Regions from separate parts of the Mus musculus genome. Here regions 2 and 3 are each linked to region 1. Evidence: chromatin contacts called from public promoter capture Hi-C data. All regions are on one chromosome and are shown on one strand. The core of a region is the stretch at or near the end of the contact, and the rest is flanking DNA. Distances in the headings are between cores, read along the strand shown.

What was found. Promoter capture Hi-C pulls out the DNA fragments that hold promoters and counts their contacts.
Region 2: a promoter capture Hi-C map of pre-B cells shows a contact between it and region 1, with 2.8 times the contacts expected there. The contact joins the promoter of Galt here to the promoter of Aqp3 in region 1. A contact is called at or near these places in 2 of 39 promoter capture datasets (hippocampal neurons and pre-B cells).
Region 3: a contact with region 1 is called in a promoter capture Hi-C map of embryonic stem cells. The contact joins the promoter of Dctn3 here to the promoter of Aqp3 in region 1. A contact is called at or near these places in 12 of 39 promoter capture datasets (the 3T3-L1 cell line, cranial neural crest, embryonic stem cells and 4 more) and 1 of 9 other capture datasets (adipose tissue).

Annotation. Positions count from the first base shown.
Region 1 is chr4:41,096,815-41,099,570 of GRCm38.p6, forward strand. Aqp3 (aquaporin 3) reads right to left here and starts at 1,369. Exons shown (of 6, transcript NM_016689.2): 1 at 1,188-1,369. The coding sequence starts at 1,295.
Region 2 is chr4:41,754,165-41,756,920 of GRCm38.p6, forward strand. Galt (galactose-1-phosphate uridyl transferase) reads left to right here and starts at 1,353. Exons shown (of 11, transcript NM_016658.4): 1 at 1,353-1,488; 2 at 1,797-1,966; 3 at 2,183-2,258; 4 at 2,349-2,397; 5 at 2,518-2,647. The coding sequence starts at 1,464. Gm42274 (predicted gene, 42274) reads right to left here and starts at 1,608. Exons shown (of 2, transcript NR_155499.1): 1 at 1,005-1,608.
Region 3 is chr4:41,721,759-41,724,514 of GRCm38.p6, forward strand. Dctn3 (dynactin 3) reads right to left here and starts at 1,405. Exons shown (of 7, transcript NM_016890.4): 1 at 1,277-1,405. The coding sequence starts at 1,372. Arid3c (AT rich interactive domain 3C (BRIGHT-like)) reads right to left here. Exons shown (of 8, transcript NM_001017362.2): 8 at 2,078-2,575. The coding sequence ends at 2,475.

The DNA of each region.
Region 1 (2,756 bases), core at 119-2,618:
GGACTCAGTGGGGGGACTGACTGTTCTTTTACAGAGGAATAGGCTCTGAGAACTGGGACGGGATGAGGGGGCCCCATTTTGAAACTGTAAGACACCCTCCCTTGTCCTCTTGCTGCTCTCAACCGAACAGGTGGCCAGACTCACAAATCAAGATAGGAAACAGGGAACCACCGAGGCAGGAGGGAGTGGGGACAACTGATAGGCCACTAGTCTATGAAGTCAGAGGCACATTTGGGCCCCCTTTCTCCATGTGTAGCCTGCCCCACCATGTTCCCTCGCCAGTTGACTGATCTGCACTACCCAAGACTGAGGCTGTTGCTGGAACTCAAGTAACCCACCCCACTGCAAAAAGGGACACCGGAATTGAGAAGAGACTCAGAAAAACAAGTCAGTGGCTGAAAATCAGAGTAACTGGGACAGGAAATGAAAGCCATAGTGTCTGTCTGATCAAGAAGTGCGCCAAGTTAACCAGAACTCGGGGCAAAACTGCAGAAGCCTGAGATCTGGGGGTTCACCAGGGGCCATTGAGAGGAGAGGCAGAGGGGGGATCAAAAGGCCAGCAAAGACGCTGGAAGCATCTGGGTCGCAGGATCCGAAGGACTCCTACAGCGTGTGCACAACACATTTAGACGCGCCCACTGTTCTGTTAGGCTCTGTTTCCTTCCACAATCTCCGTTCTTCCGATTTTGCTGCTTACAGCCCAAGAAATCTGCGCCCTCTGCCCCTACCTGCCGTAATCCGCCCTCACTTCACTGCAACTTTTGGACTTTCTGAGGCTTAATTATTCATTAGGGGCCAGACACCCAAGACCCAAATAACTTAATAGGGGTGTCCATTTGCCTTTCTCTGCTGTGTCCTGAGGTTGGAGCCCTGGGAAAGTTGGGAAGCCAGGAAACGTGTGGGAGGTCCCACACTAAGGGGTGACCCTCCGCAGCCTTGGTCTCTGTCTCCAGGGGGAAAGGCAAAATAGCAGAGCTGTTCTTGGGTAAGTAGCACTGTCACAAGTTGAGTTAGAACTGTCAAGACTGTTGAAGGCTTTGGAGGTCAGCTTGACCCTGAGGGTTAAGCCTCGGGAGCAGAGCTGGGGAACTGGTCGTGTCTGCCTGGAAAACTGTCCCTGGAGTGAATAAGGAGTTGGGGACCACGGGGCCTGAAATAGATAGGACTGCTCACTACCCTGCACTCACCACAAGGATGAGGGTCCCCAGGCACTCCGCCAGCGCCTGGCGAAGCAGCCGGTAGCGGATGTGAAGCATCTCCCCACAACGATTCATCAACTCCTTCTGTCGACCCATGGCGCGAGGCAGGCAGCGGCGAGGTCCGGCGGCGTACGAGTGCAAAGTAGCTAGCGCAAGGCACCGAGAGCGGTGGCCCGGAGCGCAGGTGGCGCCCTTTATACGCTCAGCCTGCTGAGCCCCACCCTCGGAACCCCGCGGGGGCGGAGTGCGGCCACCACCCCTCCACCTAGCCTGGAGGCGCTGGTGGGGACGCGGGGTGACAGTTGTAAGGAGGGTCCTGTGGAGCTTTAAGGGTGGGTTGGCTCTGCAGGATTCTTAGGGGAGTGAGTGTTGTACTGAGAGGACTGGGATACTGTGAAAACGGGAAGAGCAAGCGGTCTCCCGAGCGCCACCCCCCCCCACCCCCCTACCCCAACCCCCTTCACAGAGAGCCTTTGTGGGCATCGTCTCACGCTAGGAGTGAGGAACCAGCTTGCTGCGATGACTGGATAGAACAGGTCTTCAATCGGGCGGCTGATTTTTAAAGGAGGCTATAAACCTCTAGTGGGAAGAGACCTCAGAGTGACGACCCTGGTAGGCAGGTGTATGCAGAGTTCTAACCAGAATTCACCAGCGCTTCGTGTGCCCTGGGAACATGTCACATGTTGCATGTGTTGATTAGCATGGTATATGTCCTGTGACCTGGTCACACCGTCTGGACGCGCCACGTGCGGGCCGGGATACCTGGGCTTTCTCCTTGTGGACCTTCCCCCTTGGCTGAGCTGCTGTTGTCTTGACATGTCACATGCTACATCATGTGAATTCCAGCTGTTTTTAACTCCTCCTTTCCCACTCCCATCGATGTAAATCTACTCTTTTAAGTAATTAAGCTGGGGCCCCGGGAGTAGGCTCAACAGGAAGAGCGCTTGCCAGGGCAGACTGACAACCCGAATTCAATCCCTGAAACCCACCCGAAGAGAAAGAACCAACTCCACACGTTCATAGCAGTGCATGTGCCCACATGTATATCATCATTAATTTTTCTTTCTTTCTTTCTTCCTTCCTTTCTTTCTCTCACTTTCTTTCTCTCTCTCTCTCTCTTTCTTTCTTTCTTTCTTTCTTTCCTTCTTTCCTTCCTTCCTTCCTTCTTTCTTTCTTTCTTTCTTTCGTTCTTTCTTTCTTTTTTAGATAAGGCCTTACCTTGCAACCCTGGCTGGCCTGGAACGCACCATGTAGCCCCAGTCCTTAAACTAAGAGAGATCTACCTGTCTCTGCCTCCCAAGGGCCGGAATTTGAAAAAACGGGAGCCACCACATCTGGCATAATTATTTTTACTTTTTTTGTTTTGTTTTGTTTTGTTTTTTCATGACAGGGTTTCTCTGTGTAGCCCTAGCTGTCCTGGAACTCACTCTGTAGACCAGGCTAGCCTTGAACTCAGAAATTCGCCTGCCTCTGCCTCCCAAGTGCTGGGATTAAAGGCGTGCACCACCACGCCTGGCTTTTTTTTTTTTTTTTTTTTTAGAGAGAGATTAAACTCAA
Region 2 (2,756 bases), core at 103-2,602, 660 kb after region 1:
CAGCTCCCCACCTCCCCAGCCAGTATTTTGCATCATAATACATAGCAACAGACCAAACCTCAACAGCCTAGAATGTTCTATGTAGCCAGGCTACTCATTGATATGCCTGTCTCTGCCCTTCAAATACTGATGGCCTTTTGCTTGTTTTTGAAATTGGCTTCACTATATTGGCCAGGATGGTCTAGAACTTGTGGGCTCAATTGATCTTCTGCTTCAGCTTCTAGAGTAGCTGAGACTATAGGCAAATGCATCACTGTGCCTGGTATGTATGCACAAACGCATACACGCGCGCACACACACACACACATTACTGTCTTTTGGTTTACTTTTTTTTTTTTTTTCGAGACAGGGTTTCTCTGTGTAGCCCTGGCTGTCCTGGCACTCACTCTGTAAACCAGGCTGGCCTCGAACTCAGAAATCTGCCTGCCTCTGCCTCCCAAGTGCTGGGATTAATGGTGTGCACCACCACTGGCCGTTTGGTTTACTTTTATATAGATTGGGCCTTGTTATGTATAACTGCGCAGGCTGAACTTGAACTTGTAAGTTTACTGTCTCTGTTTCTGGAGTGCTGGGATTACAGGTGTGTACCACCACACCCTATACTTACTCAGTTCTCTTTATCTAACCTTATTTCTGCTCCTGAGGCTAGAGGCATAGTTACAGTGAAATACTCACACATCCGGGCAATACCTGAAGGGCCAGGCTGCAGGCTTCATCTATAGTATGATCAAGTTCCTCACCTCCACCCCCTCTCCACAACTTGCATCTTAACCACACACAGCAGCTCCGCAGGTGACCCAGGTCATGAGTTCAGAATGCTGCTGGTCTTTGCACAGGGCGTCTCTATGCTCCACACAGAACCTAGGTGCCTGGCACACGGTTAAGATGCTCAGTAAAAACGATGTCTTCTGAACAGGACAGGGCCTGATGTGCAAACACAAGAACTCACTACACCTGTGGTTACCTGCACAAAACATGAGAATGGACCCATAGAGGTTTCTTACCGGTTTGGGGGGCGGTGCACTCACGAGGCTCCGCCCTTTCTGATGGACTATTGGCAGTTAAAGGCTGCTGGCAGGAGTGTCCTTGAGTGGTGAAGCTGATATGTCATGCTCCAATAAATAGCCCTAATGTCGTGCAAGCAACCCGAATCCGTGGCGGGACGAATGGACACAGCAACCAGTTTTCACAGATGCTCTCCAGAGAAGTAGCTACAATCCGGTGTGCAGGAGAATCATCAAAACAACCTGGGGAAGTGAGCGTGGCGGTCCCGAGCCCCGCCCTCAAGTGGCAGGCTGTGCCCCCACCGTCACGTGTTGGCGACTAGCCAATCATCCAGGGTGGGCGGGGGGAGACATGGAATGGGGCGCTCACCTTGTGTACCTTAGGTCAATTCGTGTGGCCTCACGTCGCATAGCGGAGCCGATCCTGAGCAGCGCCAGCAGGCTTCAGAGGCGGACGCCATGGCAGCGACCTTCCGGGCGAGCGGTAATTGCTGGGCGGCCTGGACCCGCTACGGTGCGGAGCCGAGCCTTCCTTTTCCGTAGGAAGTTCTAGTCCCAGAGTCAAGGTCGGCACTCCTACCCGAGGCCAGGGTGGCGGGCGAGGGAAGGAGGGGCTTGCAGGCCGTGTGGCACGGAAAGCGTTTAACCCTTTAACTCCCCTCCGCCAGCCTATAGCTTCTAGAAACACTGCGCCGACCGAGCGTCCCTGTACTTGGGCCTGCTAGGGCATTAGAGCCACTCGGGGAAGAGAGAGACAGGGAGTTTTGCTGACTGATCCTTGTCTCTCCCCAGAACACCAGCATATTCGCTACAACCCGCTCCAGGACGAGTGGGTGTTAGTGTCGGCTCATCGCATGAAGCGGCCCTGGCAAGGACAAGTGGAGCCCCAGCTTCTGAAGACAGTGCCCCGCCACGACCCACTCAACCCTCTGTGTCCCGGGGCCACACGAGCTAATGGGGAGGTAAGCCCGAATACACAGCCACCAACTGGGATAGGAAAAAAATCCTTCTTCCTTATTACTACCCTTCGCCCACAAGGGGGAGCAGTGCGCCTCCTTTTGGGTCATTTCCGGGCAAGCAATTTTGATCCTTTGAGTGGGGCCTTCCTCGCCCCCGTTGCAGCCTGGATAGCCCTTGAATTCCGTCAGGTAGTATTTCTAGCCTATTCTTGTCAGTAGGTGAATCCCCACTATGATGGTACCTTTCTGTTTGACAATGACTTCCCGGCTCTGCAGCCCGATGCTCCGGATCCAGGTACCCTCAATTTAACCACTGTTGGGGAGAAGGGAGACTGGGTCTGACCCGGGTACCTGTGCTACAGAGAGTAATACTCCTTTATTCCAGGACCCAGTGACCACCCTCTCTTCCGAGCAGAGGCCGCCAGAGGAGTTTGGTAACTTTGGGTTTCCCCTCTTACAACCTCCAGCCCAGGTCTGAAGACGAAGACCTGAGCTTGGGCCCTGCCCTTAGCACCCAATCCACTTCCCTATGTCATTTTTCCCTCACCACCTAGTAAGGTCATGTGCTTCCACCCCTGGTCGGATGTGACGCTGCCACTCATGTCTGTCCCTGAGATCCGAGCTGTCATCGATGCATGGGCCTCAGTCACAGAGGAGCTGGGTGCCCAGTACCCTTGGGTGCAGGTCTGTGAGGGGGAGGTGTAACTTTGGTTTGGGGGAGAACCATTACTGCTTCCACAGGGTATGGTGAGGAGGGGTTGACTTGATGTCTGTGTGACTATTGAATATCTCT
Region 3 (2,756 bases), core at 155-2,654, 620 kb after region 1:
CTTTAATGGGGCATCCTTACATACTATATATTTCCTGGTTCCTAACCCCTATATTTGGGCATGATATATGCAAATACCCTCACCCAGGTCTTTCTTAGCTCAAGGCTGGGGAACGAACTGGCTGGCCTAGCTCTAGCCTCATACCCTCCACATCAAGTCTAGTACAGGAGACGGAACACTCTGGGATCCCAAAGACAGTGCAATCCCCATCGTAGAGAATACAGAAGAGAATCAGTTTAGAGGCAGAATACAGTTAGTAGTTAAGGGTTTGAGCTTAAGATGTCTGCGGGATAGCCCAGTGGAGGAGACCAGTAGACAAAGATCAATCGGGTTCTCGGAAAGTCTGAAACAGAGCTACACACTGGAAACATAAAGACGTGAAATGAGTAACTGAAATCACGGCAGTGAACGAGCCTGCCTAGGACTTAGGATTCTAACAGTCAAGAGTCAGCTGGAGCCGGAGGCTGAGGAAATGAACGACTTCACTCAAGGCTTGTGTAAAAGGTGAATACTAATATTTAAGGGACTAACACACAAGGGAAGGCACACAAATAGATGCCAAAGGGGGAGAGTGTTTCGAAAAGTTGGTTCTCAAACTGGAACAGAATGTGCTGGTGACAATTTTACAAAAAAATACAGAGACACATCATTACCTTTGTTCCAGAACATTCTTAATTCTACCAGAAGCGCTCCAGTAAATGGTTTCAACATCGTAAAAAGGGATTTTAGGGCACCTCTAAATTTTTGTCAAAATTCAGACACGATGTTCGCCCACATCTGGACACTTAGGGCTCAATTACTAATCTTCCTTTTCTGGGCCTGCTCAGACCTCACCGCTCACCCTTTGGAGCCTGTAGCACCTGTGCTCTGCCTCCTCTAGGACTCCTGTCTACGCGTAATTCATTTAGCAATTAATTTTGCATGGCTCTAGGATGACACTCCACTGCGGGCTTCAGCTCTTACTGAAACTCCCATTAATCAATTTTTAAATGCGTCTGGTCTCCTTAGAACGCCTGTGAGCGCGCGGAGTTTTTGTGAAAGTTGTCACCGAACCCATCTTAAAAAGGCTTAAGCATCTCCCCCATCCCAATCCCCTCGGGAACGGACCTCAAGGGTCCGATTGGTACCAGGAGGTTCTAGATCTTTGTTATTTATTTCAGAGCCTGGGCTGAGGACGACCTGACAGAAGTGGTAGCATCCGACCCTAGGGCAGGGCCAGTGGACCGCTCCTGTCCCGCTCTGCCCCACAAACGGATCAATAGACCGGACCCCTCACCTTCCTGGAGCCTCGGGTCCCGCCCGGCCCGTACACCCAGCGCTCCAGCTCCTCCACTCGAGACTGTAGCCGCTGCACATCGGTCAGAGCCGCCATCGTTTCTGCAGCCTGGCCGCAGCAACCCGGAACAGCCTGAGGGTGGGACGTCCGCCTAAATAAGAAGACTGGCCAATCCGAGAGCACCGTCACGCCTTGTAGGAAGTGACGTCACTGTTTAGGCTTTGGATGTCGGAAATAACCGATGTCAAAGCAATCTGGTTACCTAGGTAACGTTCTGGGTCCTAGTTCTACCCTGGTTTCCAGGACTTGGTTGTCAAGACTTTTAGTGCTCTAAATCCAAGATTCGAAGAGATTTCCTCCCCTCCCCCATTCCCTGAGAGTTAGCGTATAAATATACCTATTATTCCAAGATAGGTTTATACCCATAGATCAGTAGGCAGCTTCTTGGGAGAGACACCATACATTTTTGGAATCTTTTAAAGATCAAGTGATTTGTACGTAAGCCTCTTGTTGTCAGGACGTACACCCAAACAGTCTGATTTGTGACCGCGCTCTGTGTGGTGGTGCTAGGAGAGAAAGGAGAGACAGAAGGATGACTGTAAGTTTGAGGCCAGCCTGCTCTACACAGTGAGTTCAAGACCAGTCAGGGAACAATGTAGAGAAAGCTTGCTTCCCTTCAAAAAAAAGTGCTCTTCTATTCTCTCAGAGCTTTGTTCTTCTGCTTCCACTTGGACAGCTCAATGTAGTCTGTGGATCCCCCACCTCCCAGACCCAAGCAAGAAGAGGAGGCACAGGAGACACGGGAAGTACAATTTTATTTTCCAGATGCAACCCAAGGGACATCTTCACATTCAAATCCAATCCTTCACCTGCTTCCTGAAAAGGAGCAGAATTGACTCAAAGAGGTGGGGTACCAAAGGTGACACTGACATAGGGGTTACATGACGGAGTGATAGGGGTTCTCGGGGGAAAGCTCTTTGGTAGATGCTGCTGAAATTAGCTAGGGAGACAGTGTCTGCCTTTTACGGTGAGGTAGATGGAACGTAATATAAATCCCTTTGGTGTGGAGGTGGCATGCTGACATCAACCAGGACTGGATCCCAGAGTGGGCGTCACATCCTGAAAGAATCAAGGTAGGAGGGTGCCTTCTCCCCCCCTAAGCAATGATATTGGGACTCTTGGTTCTCAGTAGCTGCTTTCAGGGCAAGGTACTGGAAGGGGGCCCTGTAGAGGGTAGAGGTGGAGGATTGGTTGGACCCAAGGAAGCTGGCACAGGTTGGCGTCGAGCAAAGAGGATACCTGATAAAGGGTATAAGAGATGTAAAATTAAAAAATAAACGAGAGAATGTGGGACTCCCACAAAGCACGGACAAGTCCCTCTGACCAGTGAGAAGCTCCTATGCCGTTGTGGGTAGCTTGAAGTAGGTGCGCAATAAATACTCACAGATCTGTGACAAAGCAGACATCCCATGGCAACCAT